Linked DNA regions of Mus musculus: region 1 is linked to region 2. The links are chromatin contacts, called in public Hi-C maps. All regions are on one chromosome and are shown on one strand. The core of a region is the stretch at or near the end of the contact, and the rest is flanking DNA. Distances in the headings are between cores, read along the strand shown.

Region 1 (3,927 bases), core at 382-2,881, 50 kb after region 2:
CCTGATCTTGACAGATATATGAAAAGTACTTATGAAATAACATATATTTTTCCTAATATAACTGGTGACAAGCTAAAAATGAAATAAGAAGTTTCCAGACTGTGAGAAGCGTTACCTACTTTAAATTAGAAGCAAAACTCACTCTTAATGTAACACAGTGGGAGAGTTTCCACTGACTGTACTCAGAGAAGAGTCAGGTATGTTAGATATTGCTGACACCATTGTTCCAAGATGCCTTGGAAGTTCAAGCCAGTGCCATAAGACAAGAAAAGTAAATAAAATTTTACAACTAAAACATAGAGTGATTAAATTATCTTTGATAGAATTAATTGAATGACTACTGGAGGTATGGTATTTTATTAAGTTAGCTGCACAAAAATCAACCTATAGTTAAGCTTTAGTATGTATTTGGGGGGGGGGGGCACTTCCAGACCTAGCTTGGTTGGATATTAAAATACTAGGAGTACTATGGAGATTTTCCTGAGAGCCCCGAGTGTTTTCAGCAGCCTCCCTACCAGGCAGAAGCAGATATGGCCTCTCTAGCTCTCTCACCTGTGAGGAGGCTTCATTCTGGGAGTTTCTCACTCCCCAGCCTGAGTCCTCTGAGCCCACTGCCACAGGAATAGAAGGGACGAGGAAGTTCTGCTAAGCCCCGGCAGCATGCATTCCTCTGGACTTGATGGCAGGAGAAGGCCACCTGTGCCACAAGGGTGAGAGCAGATGCTTCTCTGTAAGAAAATCACCTTCTGTAACAACAAAGGAAGGAAAATTAGTCCTGTGCAGAGAAAGAAAGAATTCAGTCCCCATGCAGGCCGTTCTCGTTCCTCTCCTGGTGTGGCATCTCCATTGTCATTGATATCTTCATGGCAGCTCTTCTTCAGGCCTGTCAAATGGAACTCTTTTTGCTAGTAGAACATCTAGTTCTTCTGAAATCCAGTCCCTTGCTCAGGAGCTGCTCTTAGAGAAAACAATTAGTGAACAATGAACGGCTTGTGCCAGCCCCAACTGGATCATACCAGAACAGAACAGCTCAGATTAGATGAAAAACACCAGAATACAGCATATAAGCCCCCTTTAGACCAATCCAGACAAGGCTAGAACTCACCAGAATTAACCAGCCAAGACCAGCTCATATCAGACCAGACCCAGCTAGACCCTACCAGCACAGACCAGACCAAAGAAGAATAAACCAAGCCAAAACAGACTAAACAGAACAGAACAGGTTAGATTTGACTAATCCAGACCAGGCTAGAACATACCAGCACAAGCCAGACCAGACTAACTTAACCAATCCAGACCAAACCAACTACACCAGAATAGTTTAGACTAGATTAGATCAGGGTAGATCACACTACTGTAGGCCAGACTAGACTAGCTTAGACAATACAAGAATAGACCAAACTGGGCCAGGTTAGACCAAACCAGACGATACTAGAGTAGACTAGCCCAGTAAAACTTAGACCAGCCCAGAAGTTAGACCAGAATAGACAAGCCCAGGCCAGCTTAAATGAATATAGGCTAGACCTAGACCAAATTAGACCAGCCCAAACCAAATAAAACTATATCAAGCCAGACCAGATCCCAGCAGTCCAGTCCAGATTAGCTTTGACCAGAACATTCTACTCAGTTCTTGGTCATGTGATGTGGGCTGGGTCCCAAGGGCTGGCTGTATCCTACACACAGCTCACTCCAAAGGTCAGAACAGGTGACTGGAGGTCACAAGTGGATACAATCTGCAAGTTTGTCTGGGCCACCACTGTTGAGCCATTGTTCCTATTTAGACATTAGTCCCCAACAGTGCTCCCCGATACACACACCAGTCTAACCTCTCAGAAAGGAGGGAGGCCTGGAAATGTGACCCCTGGCCCACCCCCTTACACACAGGCCCACCTGGGTGGCAGCATCCACAGATTGCTTCCTTTGAGCCGGGTCCCTGCTGTTCCCGATGTCTGAGAAGTGCTGGTTTCACTGAGATCCCAGCCCCCGCCACGTGCAAGCGAGGCAGGCTTCCTGCTGAAATCAAAAGAGGAAGAGGGACCTGGCGGCTGGCTTTTACCTGCTCATCATTTCAACCCCCCTCTGGGAAGCGTCCCCTTTCCCACTGCAAAGTGAGCACCAATCCAGGTGGAACATAATGAGGGGCGAGAGAGAGAGAGAGAGAGAGAGAGAGAGAGAGAGAGAGAGAGAGAGAGTGTGTGTGTGTGTGTGTGTGTGTAGAGAGAACTGAGACAGGATCAAAGATACCAACCAAGGCTGAGGCCAGGGTGGTGAGGCCTCCCCGCCCACTGCCCTGAGTGCTCCATCTCCTGGGGACATAGTGGCCTCCTCAAACGCATGGGCTGGGTCAAGTTGTGCAGGAGGGCAGGGTCCTCATGTTGGGGACTTCCACAGCGCAACTTTTCTCCTTCAGCTTTGCCTTCATAGTTGGAGAGCAATGGCATGTTTCTCTCATATCCTGCAACCTCCATGATGACAAGAATCTCAGTCTAGGGGCTAGAGAGATGGTTCTGCAGTTAAGAACACTGACTGCTCTTGTAGAAGACCCTGGTTTGGTTCCTGGCACTTACATGGCAGCCTACAGCTGACTGTAACTCCAGTGCCAGGGGATCCAACACCAATACCCTCTTCTGGCCTCCAAGGGCACATGATGCACATACACACAGGCAGATAAATACACACACACACACACACACACACACACACCCTTTCAGCAGGCTGGAGGACATAGTGCCTTTTATCCATCAGCAGACAGATGGGAGGCAAGCTGACACTCACCCTCAGTGGTGTTGCCCAAGGCCCCCAGACTGAGTTTACTCTGAGATGACCTCATTCTGTCTTCTCAGTTTGAGATTTAGTTGCCAGGGCAACAGTGTAAGGGGTGGAGCTTAATGGGCGGTGCTAAGGACAGAGGGTTTCTAGCCTCAGGAAGACAGGATTTTTAACACAGCTGGTTTTGGTGTGCTGTCTTGTCCAAAGCTGGATGAGGCAGAAATAGCTCCCAACCTTGAACTTCCCAGCCTTGAAACCAGGAGAAATGCATTTCTTTTTCTATACATAGCTCTTCCTGCACCAGCAGAGAGAACACACGCCCCTTCATGCAGTCTTCATTCACACTTTACTACCTACACTTTCACTGTCTAAGGGGCAGGTCATGAGAGACACCCACAGACGTTAAACATTCTGGCTGTTACATGTGTGTGTGTGTGTGTGTATGTGCATGTGCACGTGCACATGAGACGAAGTCAAAGGTCAGTCTTGGGTGTTGTCCCTCAGGTGCCATCTACCTTGTTTTGTGAGACTGGGTTTCTCATTGGCCGGGAGCTCTCCAAGCCCAGAGCAGATTACAAACACATGCTACCATTTCCAGCTTTTTCTTTTTTTTAAGCGTGGGTTCGGTTCTGCAGGTTGAGCTAATATCTCTGTGCTTGTAAGCCATCTCCCCATTCCTCTTGTTTAGCTTTGCTATTTGAGACAGGTGCTCGTTATAATAGCCCAGGCTAGCTTCAAACTCCCCAAGGCTGGGATAACAGGTTCACTACCACACCCAGCTTGATTTCTCCCCTTTTAAAGGGGGATTTCTTTTCTTTAAGATTCACTTTAGCCGGGCATGGTGGCACAGGCCTTTAATCCCAGCACTCAGGAGGCAGCGGCAGGCGGATTTCTGAGTTCGAGGCCAGCCTGGTCTACAAAGTGAGTTCCAGGACAGCCAGGGCTATACAGAGAAACCCTGTCTCAAAACAAAACAAAACAAAACCAAAAAAATTCACTTTATTTGTATTGATGTGTGTGCACATGTGGGTACATATGGATGCCAGACAAGGCACCAGATCCCAGATAAGTGGAGTCCAGGCAGTTGTGAGACACCAGGTGGGTGATGGGAACTAAACTCAGGTCCTCTACAAGAGCAGCAAGCCCTTTCCTGACTGA
Region 2 (4,556 bases), core at 134-2,633:
GGAAAGTTTGGAAAGCTCACTGGTACTGGAGACAGAGGTTCTCATGTACACCAAGGTCTGAGAGCAAGTTGGTTCTGCTTTCCCATGATCCTCTGTGAGTCATTCCTTCCCACCTAGGGACAGTACCTATCATAAGAACAACCTAAGCAGGAGGGGACTTTCAAAGATGCTCCTATCCCTGGCTTGCAGAGCATGCCCAGATGGCAGAGGGATGGGTGCTTTGAGCTCATCCCTTCATTCTGTCTCTACTTGTTCTTCTTAGAAGGACCTTGGGTCTTCATGTGTCCTTTGTGGATCAAGCTGTGTGTGCTGCCCTCCAAGACCACACCTGATGGCTGTTTTCCTCTTGCTCATCTTTGCTTCAGTTGCGCCACTGAAGATCCTGCTTGGTTCCAACAAGAACCTGGGCCTCCTTTACAGATCACACCACTGGCTAGATCAGCCCAAGATGTTCCTGGGCTGTCTGAGGCCTCCAGCACCAGCTAATCTCCTGAAAGATGGAGGCTGGGTTGGCACACCTTGGCATCAGAGTAGCAGATGGACTGGGACTGTTCAGGGCTCATTGTGTCCAGTTACAGTTCCTTTTTCCTTGGGGCCAGTGGTTCTGACGCTCGTCTTCTGGGGAAGCCTGGAAGTGCTTCAACAGATATTTCTGTTTATGTTTTCAAAGAGTGAACTGCATTCAGAGAAAAGTATGAGATAAACAATCGCCCAGGTAGTACAAGCCACTGAGAGACAGAGAGGAGAACCGCTCAAGGGCATTGCTCCACAGAAGCTAGGTATCACCTGATGTGCAGGCTAATTCCACCCTACCTGTATGGATGCCACATGCTAAGGTCCCTTTGTGTCCACCACCCCCCCCCCGGCCACTCCCCAAGCTTCTCCACACTCTCTCCCTGCCCCCTCCATATCCTTTCCACGTGCCCTCCATGTGCCTGCTTCTCTCTTCCATCCCACTTCATGAGTTCAGATACTCCCCCCATCCTTCCCCATGCATGTGGATAGAGTGAGGCACAGGGAGGTGAAGAACTGGTCATAGGCTACCCAGCTCAGTAGCTTAAATCTAGGTGGCCTCCCACAGCACGATCCCATCCGCCCTACCCTTCTGCTTGGCCTTTTTGGCCATCAGAGGGACGGAGACAGTGCCTCCATCAGGGGCACCGAGTCCCAGGCAGGCAGGAGAGTGTGGCTCCTCAGTGTCCTCCCAGACTATGGTTGTGTGATACTGGCAGCAGAGGTCGCAGCCCTGGTGTCCAGCCCCTTTCCAGACACGGGTGTGTTTTATGGCTTAATTAAACAGAGAGGAGCATAATTGACGTGCAGCCCGCTGGGCGCTGCCGCTTCCTGGCTCTTCCCCCGTGACTCAGATGCCGAGTGTGGGCTAATAGATTCGCAACGCTGATCGCTGCTCCAGACCCACTTAGCGAAGCTCTGGGAAGCTCTCACCGCCCTGGGATTGAATTGAATTGCTTTTCATTTCTAACCACGACCCATAAATCCCTCACACATCAGCCCCCGCAGAGAAGCCTCCAGGCTCAGGTCTCTCTGCCCGCCCCAGCAGTTAGCGGGACGGCTGCCTTGTAGAAGAACCACGCTGGCGCAGGGTCAGCTGCACGTTCACGGCCTGGACAAGCATCAGCATAAGGTCAGCCAGACTGGAAACTAAAGAACCGGCCCACGGTCCTTGTGGCAGCCGTGGCTTATGCTTCCCTGGGTCACTTTGGACTGAGGTATCTTTCCCACTGAGGGGGGGGGGGGGGGAGAAAACGAAAAAAAAAACAAAACAAAAACCAACCAGCCAAACAACAAAACTGAAGCAATACTCACTCCACACCAGGGGCAGTGGAGCAACTGGGACTAAAGGCGACCAAAGGTGACTAAAGGTGAAGTACTTCCAGCATGACAGACATGCTCTAGGGACTAGGACCTTGTTTGTGAGACTGTAACACGTTCCTGCCCACTGAGAGGTGGTTTACCAATGGAGAGATGCAGACGAGGCGGCGGGATAGCACCGCCAAGACAAAGAAAAGCCCAGCAAGTACAAGCTCAGGCTGTTTGACAGGGGAGGGGCTGAAGCCTAAAGGACCAGTGAGAGCCGGAAGGCCAGAGACAAGACACACAGGGTCAAGGCTCAGATCAGTACTGCTAGAAAGAGACCCGAGGGACCAGCCAAGATCAGATGGAGAGGAAGGGACAGGTTTCTTTGCCACTCCCAAAGGCTAATGGGAGCACACTGTGTATGCCTTTTTACAGAACCACCCAGTGCACTTCCTCAGGCCTCACCCCAGCCCTGCCTGTCTCTCCATGCCACTCACCATCAACATCCTCCTCCTTTGTCCTTCCTCTCTCCAAGGCCATGCTTTCCAGCAAACCCATACCTCCTACACCCCAGCTCTAAACTAGGATTTAGAAGAACCTTGTCCCCTCCTGCAAACATCTCAGCAAGCGGCCATCAGACTTCAATTCTCCGTCATCTCCTACAGAAAAGCAGAAAGCACACATTTCCCTCTTTGATTCTCATGCCCTAGCTGCCCTGCTTCTTGTAGCCCCAGAACCCTCTCTCTTCGTGCATCGTCCTGGGGTGACATCAGTGTGGCCAATGGGGTCCATGCTAATGGGATCCAGGCTCTGTGCTTTGGCGTTGAGGGGCCAGGACTTCAGGAATGTGTCATGTCCTCTCTGGACCACAGCTGCCACTCCTTGGGCTGCATGGCTGACAAGCAGCTGGGACTCCAAAGGACTCTGTGATGCGGGACAGTCAGCTCCGAGGTGAGGACCCAACATGGGCAGTCCTGGGTGTGGTCATTCCTAACTACCTGACGTTCCTTCCAAGTCTGCTTTGTCAACACTGACGTGTCACATGGTCCTGGCTAGACAAGAGACCCTGGTTTCATGCTTCTCTGGCTCAGCTCTGTGATGGCCACCTATATTCTGTGGCCCCATCTTTGCTGTCTAAGGGAGATATCAGCAGGCTTCATCTTGCCCTGTGGCCAGCCATGCTGGCCACACGCTAGAGTCTCCTTGGCAGAGTGCCTGGTGTTCCTGCCTGTGGAGGTTGATCTCATCCCTAGGCAGTAACCATGGAAACAGGGCTAGGAGCAGCTATAGCTTATGTGAAGATGAGGTCTCTCAGTGCTCTTCACCTGAGCTGCCACTGACTCCCCAGCCCTGCAAATTACCCCTTCTAGTGTCCTCGAAAGAACGATGACATCCACCCTCTCTTGGGGAGGTATTCTGACCCATCCCCAATACCTACCAATTTGCAGCCTCTGTTACCCACATGGGGGTACTTTAAAAATTCTAAAGTGAATGTGTTTGCACTTGTTAGCCCATTGACAAGTCGCACCTTGCTTGCTCCTCGGAGAGGGCCAGGGATTTTCCCACAGTTCACGGAAAATTTGAATTCAAGCCCTTGTCTCCTCTCTCCATCTCTGTAGGTCCAGGGCATTGTGGGGAAGGTAGAGAGAGACATCATTAGCCTGAAAGGTGGTAAGAGAGGTGATACCTGAAGCTAGGATGGTCAGATGTGGGGCACAGGCTTCTGTAGCTGGGACTAAAGTTATGTGTGCTCACACAAAGAGCCGAGGCTGCAGGGAAAGACTCAGCCTGCTGGATGTGGAGAGTGAATCACTCGTGGTCAAGAGTTAAGTACAGAAAGCACTTGCTCCGTGATGCTGAGCTCACTAGAGATCAATTTGGGGAAGGGGAAGGGACAGGACTAGGAATGGCTACCTTGCACTGTAGACTCAATTACCCGAGGCACAGTTGGTGTCAGTGTCCATATTTGGAAGCACAAATGCCCATCTCAAAACTGAAAAGACAGAGATGATGGAAAGGTAAGGCTGTAAAAATAGAGCTTCCTGACTGCATGCTATTTTTTTCAAGTGTGTGTGTGTGTGTGTGTGTGTGTGTGTGTGTGTGAACCAGAGGCTGGTGTAGGATGTTTTCCTCCACTTTATTTACTAAGACAGAGCCTCTCACTGAACCCAGAGCTTGCTGGTTTAGTTAGTCTAGCTAGCAGCTTGCCCAGGGCATCCTCTATCTCTGCCACTGGAGCCTAGGGTTATGGCAGCTTCCAAGAAACACCCAGCATAGATGTGGGTTCTGGGGACTCAGGTTTCAGTCCTTATACTTCCATAGGAAGCACTTTGCCCACTAAGCCATCTTTCCAGAGTCCATATGCAAATTAAAAGAATATAAAAACTGAAAACTAGCAGGACAATACACAGATTTGCATCAGGAAAGACAAGGGTCACCAGTGGGTCATGAAGCATTTTCCAAACCAAAGCTCCTGTAGGGTCTTAGGGCCTAGTGAACGTGCCCTGCCCTCACCCTTCATCCGGAGCTGGGGGTCAAGTGCCGAATGCCATGTCAGTTTTATATTGAGTGACCTCATGGTGTGAAGAATTGAGTGGGTGTCAGCTCTGTTGCTGTGCAGGGACCCTGGGTGCCCCAGGATCAGCACAGAGTCCTCATCGTCCTGTGGATGCCCGACCTGCCAGCACATGTCCAGAGTGGGGGAGGAAATCATGAAACTCCCAGCTCCAGTAATTCCA

Evidence for each region. A called contact is a pair of places that touch in the nucleus more often than the background predicts.
Region 1: a contact with region 2 is called in a Hi-C map of cerebral cortex, with 1.6 times the contacts expected there. The contact joins the promoter of 4930512J16Rik here to the enhancer-like site in region 2. A contact is called at or near these places in 3 of 484 Hi-C or Micro-C datasets (CD8 T cells, cerebral cortex and liver) and 3 of 115 datasets of contacts at active chromatin or transcription factors (embryonic stem cells and epiblast stem cells).

What each region holds. Positions count from the first base shown.
Region 1 is chr6:89,284,094-89,288,020 of GRCm38.p6, forward strand. 4930512J16Rik (RIKEN cDNA 4930512J16 gene) reads right to left here and starts at 1,632. Exons shown (of 4, transcript NR_131021.1): 1 at 553-1,632.
Region 2 is chr6:89,234,403-89,238,958 of GRCm38.p6, forward strand. No RefSeq gene overlaps it. Among named protein-coding and RNA genes, the nearest start is that of Gm839, 21 kb to the left of the region's middle. Within about 2 kb of position 1,384, at least 52 of the 459 cell types and tissues checked have an H3K27ac peak or open chromatin away from gene starts, as enhancers often do. A contact at or near this core is called in cerebral cortex and liver, where this site is marked.